Linked DNA regions of Triticum aestivum: region 2 is linked to region 1. Evidence: chromatin contacts called from public Hi-C data. All regions are on one chromosome and are shown on one strand. The core of a region is the stretch at or near the end of the contact, and the rest is flanking DNA. Distances in the headings are between cores, read along the strand shown.

Region 1 (5,924 bases), core at 1,959-4,458:
TCGTGTGTAACCTTTTTAGTAGTAGGACGGCATGAACTTGCCTTGTTTCCCAGCAATGTGCATTCCTGTAATTGATGCATTTGGAATGTACTTAAGAATCAATCCATCAACTAAATTGTTCCTTCGGGATGATTGATTTCATATGGAAACAATAAGAAAAAAAAGTTAGCATCAGCTCGCTTTTTCACTTGGGTGTGTAGGACTCCCTTTTTGTTGCGTAGTAGATTTCCTTTTTTGCATAGGAGACAATTTTGGAAATCCACAATGGTTAAGATTATAGAGTATAAGATAACACAACATCGTTGAAAAGGTCCACGTTTAGTGCGCATAAAAAGAAGCAACCTAAACATATAGGGGCTATCAAAGCAACATAAATAAGACAAGTTCTGCAATCCATTTAAATTGATATTTCGGAGCAGGAAGAACACATAAATATGCCAAAGATATCTTATCTATCTTTGGAATATTTATGTGTTCTTCTTGCTCTGAATTCCATGCAAAAATAAATAAAAAATCTAAAACCTGTGAAAAGAGTTACAAGCAGAAACTTTTTACGAGCTAGACAGCTCGAAGCTATAGGGTGCTCCGATCGAATCGGTAGCAACCTGCCTACAGTACGGAGCAATAGTATTTTTTGTAAAGGAAGTGTCTATACGTAACATGCCATGGTGCCACCAACCCTAGGGCGGGCTACCTAGCTGGATCTCTTCTCGATGAATGACGACACTGTGAACTCATAAGGTGCAAAGGGCCTGCTGGGGCTACCTGGCATCATGGAAGCATACATGCATAGTTGCCAATGGCATTTTGGAAGATATAACAAGGTTCGGCTATGAGTTGTAGCAGCCACTGAGACACTGACAATGTGGAACTATTTTTATGAGGCCCACCTGTTAGTCGGAAATAAGATCGAACCGGCGCGTTTTTGTTACCGGTACTTTTAAATAGTTGCGTGAGATCCACGAATTCATATCTGGCAGTACTTTTGTCGTAAGTAAAGAGTGTCCCACACGATACCGCCAATAATCCCTTCCGTGTATAGTTGTCCAACATGTGCATCCGATGTATTATATAGTGCATAACACAAAAGTCGGCACACAAAACTAGGTCATCGATGTGTTGTATGATCCGATGCATTGTATTATCATTTATAAAATCTCTTGTTATATTATCATCCATAGAAGTCAACGTCGAACTATTCTCATGCAACCTGCCTGTCATTTGATATTTTCTTTAGACGGTTATCAAAAAACAAGTTGTATGATTTGATGACCTAGTTTTGGAGTACTACATTCAATCGTATTGTATAGTGCGTAATATATAGGCGGAAACCAGTAAAACAAGGACCCAGCCCTTTCGGGGTGGGGGCTTCTGCAAAAATGGCTCAAGCTTAATTCACCCCACCAAAATAGCGATGGGAAAAAGCCCCTAAAAACTACTCCCTCTTATTCAAAGCTGCGACACTTTTTTCCGATCAGAGGGAGTACATTGTTGTTCTTTACAGGTTTGCCCTTTTGTCGTGTGAGCTTATTGCCTTATCTACCTATTCAAAGTCTATAATGCCACTGTACTGGAATAGATGACGAACTTGTGTCAGGTTGTCAAATATGAGACATTATACTACAAATGCCTTCAGATTCTTATTCATATTTCACCGTAAAGTTGCTTATTCAATTTTAATTGTAGGTTTGGAGCCTGCCACATCTTGCTGATCTTTTTAATAAGAGAGCTTCATTGAGACAAGGGACAGACCCAGTTGAGCATATATCCATATCGACACTAAATGTACTATATTTTGCTTTAGCTCAAGTCTACCCATCAAAACTTGGTAGAATAATGAGATTCCACCTTTTTTGTTTACTCTTTGACAAATCATTCTGTCAAAAAAAATTTGGTGAAGGTTTTCTTGCCCATAATTCGATATACAGCAATGTTGACAGTAAAATATGAACTGGGGTAGATAAATTGAAAAATGCATGTTAAGCACCAATCCAACACAAGGTCCAAACTTGCGATGATAACCAATGACCATTTAGCATATGCGAGGTCTTGCACTAGGGCATCGAGATATATATAAGAAAAGAGTATAAGCTGGAGCAATAAACTTTGTAAAAGCAGGGGCAATGGGGCACGCACGTATCCTTTGCTAGACATCAGAGGTCAGAGAACGAGCTTTATATATTCCAGTGTGAACAGGAGAGATATTCTCTCTTTCCAGTCACTAATCTCTTTAGACGACTTTGAAAGTAGCACGCATGCATAGCCCCAATACGGGCCCTTAAACGACATGCAAAAGTTTAGACCGAGCTGTCTGGATGCACTTTGTCATCCAATGCAAATATGTACTCCATCCGTTTTAAATTACTCGTTGTAGAAATGGATGTATCTAGATGTATTTTAGTTCTAGATACATTCATTTCTACGACGAGTAATTTAGAACGGAGGGAGTATTTGTTTGCAGACACGTCCATTTGTTTGTTTCCTCGCAAACCAAAAGCAAACTTGGTGTGAGCCCAGATATACACATGACGGACCAGAAATCTCTCCCTGCTAGCTAGCTGAAATGGTGGAAGGTGTACTAGCTAGCTAGCTCAAATGGTGGAAAGGAGACTTGTGTGAGATCTCACATTGGGTGAGATTAATTTTTGCTCCCGTCACAGTCAGTCTCGTTGATTAAATTTATGATTAAATTTAGATCTTGAAAAACGTGGACGCACTACATTGTGGTATGAAGGGGGTATAGGGTTGGATAGCTGAATCTCATATCGTGTTCGTAGATCACGTCCGGACATAGTCCATGGACAAAAGGTGTTTACGTTTTTGGGATAGCGTTGGAGATGCCTTTACCCTTAATACTTTGGTTGCGTACGTGAACAAAACCGAACAAAAAGGCGGAAATTCCCAAAGGCTCAGATAAGATAAGACTGTGCAGAGGTAAATCGATCCGTATCGATAGGACGAAGACAAGACAAGGCCGTAATTTTGGAGCCCATCGAATTGGACGAACAGATTCTAGGTTTTGGCACGGATGGATCGAGCATCGGGGAGGTTTCGTCTCCCTTGTTACCACCACCTATGCAGAAGAATCAACAAGTGCCCGTGCGGATCACTCCTAAATCTTAATCTTTGTGTGTCGGGTTGGCCACGCATCCGTATCCATCCCACACGTACGCGCCCACCGTCGCTGTCGCGGCGAAGGTGCGTGTGCGTGTGGTGCGCGTGCCCGCGCGTGCCCACCACGCACGGATTCGCCACGTCGAGCCTCGCACGCCACATGCGCGCGCACAAGTCAGCTGGGGAGAATCGCATCGAGGCGATCCGGACGGGAGCGGCGGGGAGGGAGGGAGAACACTTTGCATGGAGGTGTTGCCTTGCACGCCAGAGCTAGCGAGCTGCAGCTACTGGTCGCCGGCCGATCGGTCGTTCTGAATGTTCCTATTCCTGCATGCTGATATTTTCTTCGGTTAATTTGTTCTTTTGTCTGAAACCTGGTTAATTTGTTGTGTGCACGTCTTGATCTCTCTCGCTAGCTAGGCAGCTAGCCGTACCTGCAACTCTTTACTGTTGTGTGTTCGTGTGTGCAACACACTCTCGTTTCCGCCAGGAGTCTCCGCGCCCACGCCGGATCGAATCTTAGCGTCGGCGACGGCGACCGCCGCCTCCATTCCATGGCCGGCGACGCCGATGATGGCGGCTGCCACGTCAGCCAAACCACGGGGAGCTAGAATTGACGGAGAAAACGTGAGATGTGACAGTTTTTTAGCTGCTATAAACACCACGTTTTCCTAGTCCTGTGTTAAAAGGCTAAAATGTTCGGGTTGCCGCACAAATGACCCCCTCCCCCCCCCTAAAAAAAAATATCAGCCAAGGCTGCTTTTCATGCCCTCCCCTAATCCTAGGTCTCTAGAGCAAACTTTCCGCTCCAAACTTCACCAGTGAGCCCGTGGATTCGCCTCTCCCCTGCTTGCCGTTCCGGTGGCCGACAACGAGGAGGAGAATTTCGGTGCCTCCGCTCTGGTTAATAGTTTAGATTAGGGTTTTTTAGTCTTAGCAGGTGCGACGCTCAAGCAGATGGCAACGCTTCTCATCGAGTTTGTCTTCTGAGCTTCGATTCTCCTCGAATTCGTCTGTTTGAACATAGTTGACGGAGCTCCAGTATAGATTCCCGCCATCTTTCTGGGCGGTGAGATTAGAGTTTCTCGTCATGTGGTGAGATCTGATGTCGAGTGCTTCAGATCTATGCGAGGGTTCAACGGTGACGGCTGCAGCTCCAAGGCACTAGTCCTTAAGGGCATGTGCACGAGGACTTCATGCCTATCATCGACAAGATCAAGTCTAACTCTGCTAGAGGGAAGCCATGGCAGTGGCACATCAGTGGCTTGTCCTAATAGCAGTAGTGGTTGCTCGGTGGTCTTGAAATTTTGATGTAATTTTATTATGTTTAAGATATCTTGTACTGAACTTATATTTCCAAAAAAACAAAGTCGGACAAGAGTTGGGGGCGCAGTAGTCAAACGGCTCAAAAAGGGCTCATCCCTCTTGTCGAATACAAGACGAATTTCATTACATTTACATCAACTAAGCGGTGCTAGTCCGGCCCTGAAAGACTTTCTGTCTGTCATCGACAAGATCAAGCCGACTCCAGTAGAGGGGAGCCGTGACAGCGGCACATCAGTGGCTCGTCCTGATGGCAGTAGTGGTTGTTCGATGGTCTCGAAATCTCGATGTAATTTTATTATGTTCGAGACGTTTTATACTGAACTTATATTTTCAAAAAAGAAAAAAAGGTCGGACAAGAGTTGGTGGCGCAGTAGTCAAACGGCTCAAAATGGACTCATCCCTCTTTTCGAATACAAGAGCTAAAGGCGTGATTGTGTGCTGCACCGGGCGGGCACGTATGGTGTGATTGATGTATCTACGTATGTCTACGGTATCGAACAAAGCTCGCAGCGGCGGCGCATCCGTCATTATTGTTGTCGAGTTGTACTGCCTGCTAGCCTGAGCATCTTGGCCGTTTGTAGTACAATTCTACTTGGTAGTAGTTGGCAGTTGGAACTTTGGAAGTTGGCTCCCGGGAACCACATGCCAGATATATACGGTTTTGATGAGGCATCTTGCATGCACCACCAAATAATATTACACTAGCTGCGTGCATATATGCGGCGGAAATATCCAGCGAAACGTACTACTCACGGTATATTGAGCTATTGACGCATGTGATGAGAGTAACCTCACAAAGTTTGGTAATTCCTTTCGGCTCCCGGTGCACATTATCCACTAGTTAGATTATTTTAAACAGTGTGTTTACAATAGTTTCGTCACACAACTAAACAAAATCGTATACTCCCTCATGTATGGAGAAAAGAGTTAATTGCATCTTTACCTCATAATTTGACATTTTTTACACTAGTAGCCCATTTAACAGTTTTTCATCTGAATTGCTTTCGCTAAGGTTTTGTCAGTTTTTACCCCCTTAGTTTTTAGAGTGGTCTATTTGGTGGGTCTAGGCCACCAAGAACACATTGCCTGTCATGTTGTGTTTTTTTCTCACACCTAGAACGGTTGAAAAGAGTCATGCCCCTTTTTCGTAAGGCCGTCGTGTGTACTTACACACTGCTTCATCGAGTTGGTTAAGCGCCTTCGAGCTTGAATTCGCTGGATTTCTTGATCCGTACCACATGCGTTTTCTCCCAAGTATTTATCCATTCATATGATTGGAGGTACATGTAGAACAAGCTAGCATACCAACCAAATAGAGTTGTTAGGATTTTCGATGGTATGGTGAGTGTGGCAGATGGCCTAAAGTTCTGAAAATAGTACTAATTTTGGCCAAATAAATCTAGCTAAATAAATGGAAACTAGCCAATAAACCCAACGAACGGAGAAAAAAATAAAAGAAGAATAGAGGAGCAGATCATACATGG
Region 2 (5,924 bases), core at 1,056-3,555, 36 kb after region 1:
CATTGCGGCAATTCCACATATGGCATCTCTTTGTGGGGACTGTGCGGGTCTGATAAACTCCGCCAATATTATCATGTTGTCCAAGAAGGTTGACGCCACTTGCATTTATGACTACCGATCCACCAGATTGATTCAGAGCCTTTCAAACATCCTCTCGAAGTTTCTGGCTAACAAACTTGCATCCATCCTCAATGACATCGTTGCTAGAAGCCATAGTGTCTTCATTAAAATAGATGCGTCCATGATAACTTCCTCTTCGTGGAGAACCTCATCAAGGAACTTCACCAAACCAAAACTATGAGTATGTTCCTCAAGCTTGACATTTCAAAGGATTTTAATTCGGCGAACTAGACTGTCATCTCGTGGTTATGGATAACATCGGTTCGGTCAGCAATGGCATGATTGGATCTATTTGTCGCTCAACTCTTGGACATCTCCAGTGCTCCTCAATGGCAGCCCAGGGCCTCCCTTTGCATGTACGTAGGAGGGGTATTACGCAGGGGGACTACCCCCTCTCACCAATGCTCTTCATCTTGGCCATTGACCCAATACACCACCTCCTACACCTAGCGGCAGAGTCGAGCGTGCTTCTGTCGGTCAGGGCCAGAGCTATCCAATGTAGAATATCCTTGTATGTTGATGATGTTGGGATCTTTGCCAATCCTATCAAAGAAGAGTTAATTCTGACCAATTCCATCCCCGACTACTTCGTTAATGCCAACATCCTAGTCACAAACCTTCTGAAGACCGAGGTCTTCCCCATCCGTTTGTGAGGGCATTGACATGCACGACATTCTCACTGTTTTCCCCGCTAGGATTGGAAACCTTCTCGTGCCGCTATTTGGGCCCCCTCTATATTAGCGACGCCTTCGCAAAAGGTTCACCTCCAGTCGCTCAGTGACAAGATTCACTGTTGAAAATACATCGTGAGAGCTGAGAGGGTCTCTCTTGCAAAGATGGTCCTAACCGCTATGGCCATTTTTCACATGCCATACATGTCGTTGCCTAAGTGGGTGAGTGCCAAGGTGAACCGGATTACACATGACTTCGTGTGGTATGGTGGCAATAGTGAGACCGCTGGCGGTGGGCACTCGTTGGTCAACTGGAAGACAGTCTGTCGGGCCAAAGTGGTTGGCGACCTTGGCATTATAGACCTCGAGAGATTTGGAATGGCCCTTGGGCTGAGGTGGCCCTAGCTGCACTGGATGGACCCGGGGCCTTGCGATGTGATGAATATGGCGCCTTTCATGGCATCCACAACTGGCACGACAACTGGACTCGTGTTGGAGCCCTGTATCTGCGATGCCCGGAGCTTTTCGCCATTGCATTTTGAAAAAAAAAACAAGACGGTGCACAACGAGCTTTTGAATGATATCTGGATTCATTCGGTGGCTAGATCAAGCGGACCTGAGCAGGTATGAGAGTTCATTTAAAAATAATATAGATCTTGCATTTAGCCATTTGCACGAGAATGTGTTTTGCCGCTTTTGACTCCTACTTTGCCGGAAGATACAAACACCACACACCACACACAAGATGCGACTTCGCTTTCTTTCCTGCCGCCGGGTGCCCGGGTGAATTCGAAGCTGATACGATGGTATTTGGATGCTCTCGCGCCTTTCTTGACCGTTGGATACTCGTAAAAATTAAGCTAGCTACTTGTGATGACACATACTCCCTTCATTCCTAAATATAATGTCTGCTTAGAGATTCCAATATGAATTACTCCCTCTATTTTTAAATATAACTTTTTTTTAGATATTTCAATGTAGACTATATATGGAGCAAAATGAATGAATTTACACTCTAAACTATGGCTATATACACCCGTATATAGTTTATATTAAAATCTTTAAAAAGACTTATACTTACCTACGAAGCAAAATGAGTGAATCTACACTCTAAAATATGTCTATATACATCCGTATGTAGTTTACATTAAATTCTTTAAAAAGACTTATACTTATCTACAAAGCAAAATGAGTGAATCTACACTCTAAAATATGTCTACGTACATCCGTATGTAGTCTATATTAAAATCTTATAAAAGACTTATATTTATGAACGGAGTAGGTGGTTGTTGGTCAGAGCAGCCAGAAAACGTTGATGTGTAAACTCCCAAATAATCAGCTGGGAAGTACATAAATACACAACCGTTACCCGCAGAACCAACGGCTCTGGATGAAGCAGCTGTGGGGCCCCACGGCTGCTCATCATCAGCCGAGCAACACGCGCCCCTAGCCACTGCCACGCGGGCCCCAGCACGCTCTCGACTCCTCCGTGTGCTATATAAACACCCATCGCTCACTCCACAGCAGATCGTGCCCCTCGCCTCCATCACTCACTCTCACAGCCCCCCAGCTAGCTAGTGCCCTCTGCATCTCGTGCTCGGAGAACTTAGATCAGCACAGAGCGAGGGTCGATTAGCAGCTGATCGGCAGATCATGGGCGTGGAGGGCTGCTGCAACAAGAAGGTGATGGAGGAGGAGGCCCTGGTGAAGAAGATCACCGGCCTCGCCGCGGCCATCGGCGAGCTGCCCTCGCTGAGCCCCTCGCCGGCGGTGAACGCGCTCTTCACCGAGCTGGTGACGTCCTGCATCCCGGCGAGCACCGTCGACGTCGACGCGCTGGGCCCGGAGGCGCAGGAGATGCGCGCCCGCCTCATCCGCCTCTGCGCCGACGCCGAGGGCCACCTGGAGGCGCACTACTCCGACCTCCTCGCCGCGCACGACAACCCGCTCGACCACCTCACCCTCTTCCCCTACTTCAACAACTACATCAAGCTCAGCCAGCTGGAGCACGGCCTCCTCGCCCGCCACGTCCCGGGCCCGGCCCCGGCCCGCGTCGCCTTCCTCGGCTCCGGCCCGCTGCCGCTCAGCTCCCTCGTGCTCGCCGCGCGCCACCTGCCCGACGCCTCCTTCGACAACTACGACATCTCCGGCGAGGCCAACGAGCGCGCCAGCCGGCTGGTCCGCAACGACGCCGACGCCGGCGCGCGCATGGCGTTCCGCACGGCAGACGTGGCCGACGTGACGACCGAGCTGGCGGGCTACGACGTGGTGTTCCTGGCGGCGCTGGTGGGCATGGCGGCCGAGGAGAAGGCGCGCCTGGTGGAGCACCTCGGGAGGCACATGGCCCCCGGCGCGGCGCTCGTGGTGCGGAGCGCGCACGGCGCGCGCGGGTTCCTGTACCCGGTGGTGGACCCCGAGGAGATCCGGCGAGGCGGGTTCGAGGTGCTCACCGTGCACCACCCGGAGGACGAGGTGATCAACTCCGTCATCATCGCGCGCAAGGCGGCGGCGCCAGCAGCCGTCGCCGCCGACGGCGACGTGCCGGTGAACAACGGCGGCATGCCGGCCCAGTGCGCGGTGGCGGTGAGCAGACCGTGCCTGGGCTGCGCCTGCGAGCTGGGGACGAGGGCGCACCAGAAGATGAAGGAGATGGCCATGGAGGAGATGGAGGCGTAGGCCGGCCGGCACTCCGGCAGACACCGTCACCGTCATCGCCCAGAGCACGGTGATGCATGAACTCACCCACCGATTAATATTTGCCCGATTAATCACCGACCGATACATACATGCATGGTAATAATTGGTTTGTCCTCATGCATGGATGGATGGACGTGGCTACTTATTTACCATAATTATTAATCCTTGCCTGCGTATGGCTGGCTGGATTATTTATTTTCTACCGTAATCGTGCCGTGTTTGTTTTAGCAATCGTCTGACAGCTGCTATATGCCTCCGGGTTTAACATAGAGGAGGGGGATGATATGTGTCGTGTTGTGGTGTGGTGAGATCGAGTCGAGTCGAGTTGCCTGCCTGCTAGCTGTTGTTGTAATAAGTGTTTTTGACACTCTATATGACTCAAGTGATCCATCATCACCAAGAAGCAGTGTAACACCGTACCGATGCTTTCCTAATTGATTCCCTTGTTTCAACGACTTGTCTTCATTTCTTCTTCTTTTTTAAGAAAATAATCATCTCGATTTGCCCTCCGATTTACCCGATCGTTGCAGTTAATCAGCAAATATATATGGGTGCTGGCAAAGTGCAAGCTCATATAGTACGGTCAACTGCCAGCAGCGGTTGCCAAATGATTGGAGTGCGGGATTTTTTTTCTCTGGTGCCGAAACGACCGTGCTGCTCGATTTGTGTGCCAGCCATTTTAATGAATGGAACTTGCTTTTTTTTTGCTACTTGTGTGATCTACCAGGCTGCTCGGTGTCCAGTTTCTGTTTTCACCTGCAGAACAAAAAGGCCGCTTTTGGGCCATTAGATCCTTGTTGCTCCAAGTAGACCATTTAGGGTCCAATTGGCCCAAAAAACGAACAGCCCAATGACAAAGAGGAGCAATGCTGTAGGGATGCAATATGTGATTTTTTTAATTTTTTTTGCAATGAAATATGTGAATGTTTGATATGGAGAGAACAAAAACTAGACGGGTGCACGACTGCTGGGAAAAGCGAGAATGCAGAGGAAAGGTGTTGAGGTTTGTCACCACTCCATGCACTCGTTGCTCTATAGGACGCGCGGGTATTTGGCTAGTTTCCACCGGCGGGATCGAAAAGACTCCTCTCAAAAAAGAAAAGAAAAACATAAAGAAAGCCGGTTAGTACTACTTCTACTACAGGTCGGTATCAGTTTTTTTTCTCATGCAGAAGAAACATGGCACTTTGGGGCGAAATACCCCTTGGAACATGGCGGTAGGTGCACCTGACACCTAAATTACTATTTAAAAAATTCCGAAAAAAATCAGAACTTTCCGAAACTTTTTGGGAACAAACTTGAGTTATCATTACAGTCATACAAAATTTTTTATCAACGAAATCTTCTCCAACGAAATTCTCGCAAAAAAAAACAAGACTTATAGTGTGAATAGTAGCTCTTATGTAGTGACGAATTTGTTTTTTTCTGCCCATAACAACATGAAAGGCATTTCTTCGCAAAAGATTTTATACGAGTGCAACAATAAATTACTATGTCTTCTAGGCATAGTCGGTCCCATAGGTATGAAACCCATTTGAGCGAGAATAGTACTAGGATGGGTGACCTCCTAGGAAGTCCTCGTGAAAGGGTTTCATATCTAAGGGTTGTGATAGGCTTGGCGAGCCAACGTAAAAACTAGCCAGTCTTTTGGGTATGAAACCCATTTGGGCGAGAGTAGTACTAGGATGGGTGACCTCCTGGGAAGTCCTCGTGAAAGGGTTTCATATCTAGCCTACCCCAACTTGTTTGGGATAAAAGGTTTCGTAATACTAATACTAACAATAAATTACTATGTTCTTTGTACTACCTTGACAGTTGATGAATAGATCAGGACAATAAATCTTAAGTTCATAACCAGCTTCAAATGATTTTTTGTATAAAAAATAAAAATTGATACCATGAATACTTTTTTTCTGCTAATATAACAGAAAAAGATGAACATTTTAGAGGTGCCTTGAAAAAAATTGAAAACAACATTTTTTTAGTGGACATTTGTTGTTATATATAGAATGAGTTTCTAACCAAGAGTGAACCAAAATATTGTGAAGCTTATATAAGCAAATGAAAACATAAAACATAATTTAAGCACAGGAAGAAGTATGCTTAAATTTAATAGGCAGATGTGAGGCTCTAACCTAGACAGACCAGTGCACCAACTTATGCTGCTAGCTGGTAAGACTCCAGACCATTCGCAAGTAAATGAAAATGTGTGCCTCACCGATGGGGATTTGCGGGTGAAGTCGGAGTCGCTGGCTCGCGGAGGAAAGATGACGATGACGCCTGTAGCCCGCCTAGGTGGTGCTCCTCTCTCGGAGGCGTGTGTGAGTCTTTTGTAGGTAGCCAGGTTGGCCAGTGTGCCCCTTCGTGGGATGTAGCGATTTTTGCTTGGTTTTCCATAATTAACTGGGCAACTCTCTGTTTCTTTTTTAATGAGAT

Evidence for each region. A called contact is a pair of places that touch in the nucleus more often than the background predicts.
Region 2: a Hi-C map of leaf shows a contact between it and region 1, with 2.6 times the contacts expected there. The contact joins the promoter of LOC123187403 here to the enhancer-like site in region 1. A contact is called at or near these places in 3 of 5 Hi-C or Micro-C datasets (all in leaf).

Annotation. Positions count from the first base shown.
Region 1 is chr2A:53,899,708-53,905,631 of IWGSC CS RefSeq v2.1, forward strand. It overlaps the pseudogene LOC123187401. Among protein-coding and RNA genes, the nearest start is that of LOC123187403, 37 kb to the right of the region's middle. Within about 2 kb of position 3,209, at least 3 of the 8 cell types and tissues checked have an H3K27ac peak or open chromatin away from gene starts, as enhancers often do. A contact at or near this core is called in leaf, where this site is marked.
Region 2 is chr2A:53,936,869-53,942,792 of IWGSC CS RefSeq v2.1, forward strand. It overlaps LOC123187403 (nicotianamine synthase 9), which reads left to right and starts at 2,306. Exons shown (of 1, transcript XM_044599259.1): 1 at 2,306-3,940. The coding sequence starts at 2,445. The coding sequence ends at 3,467.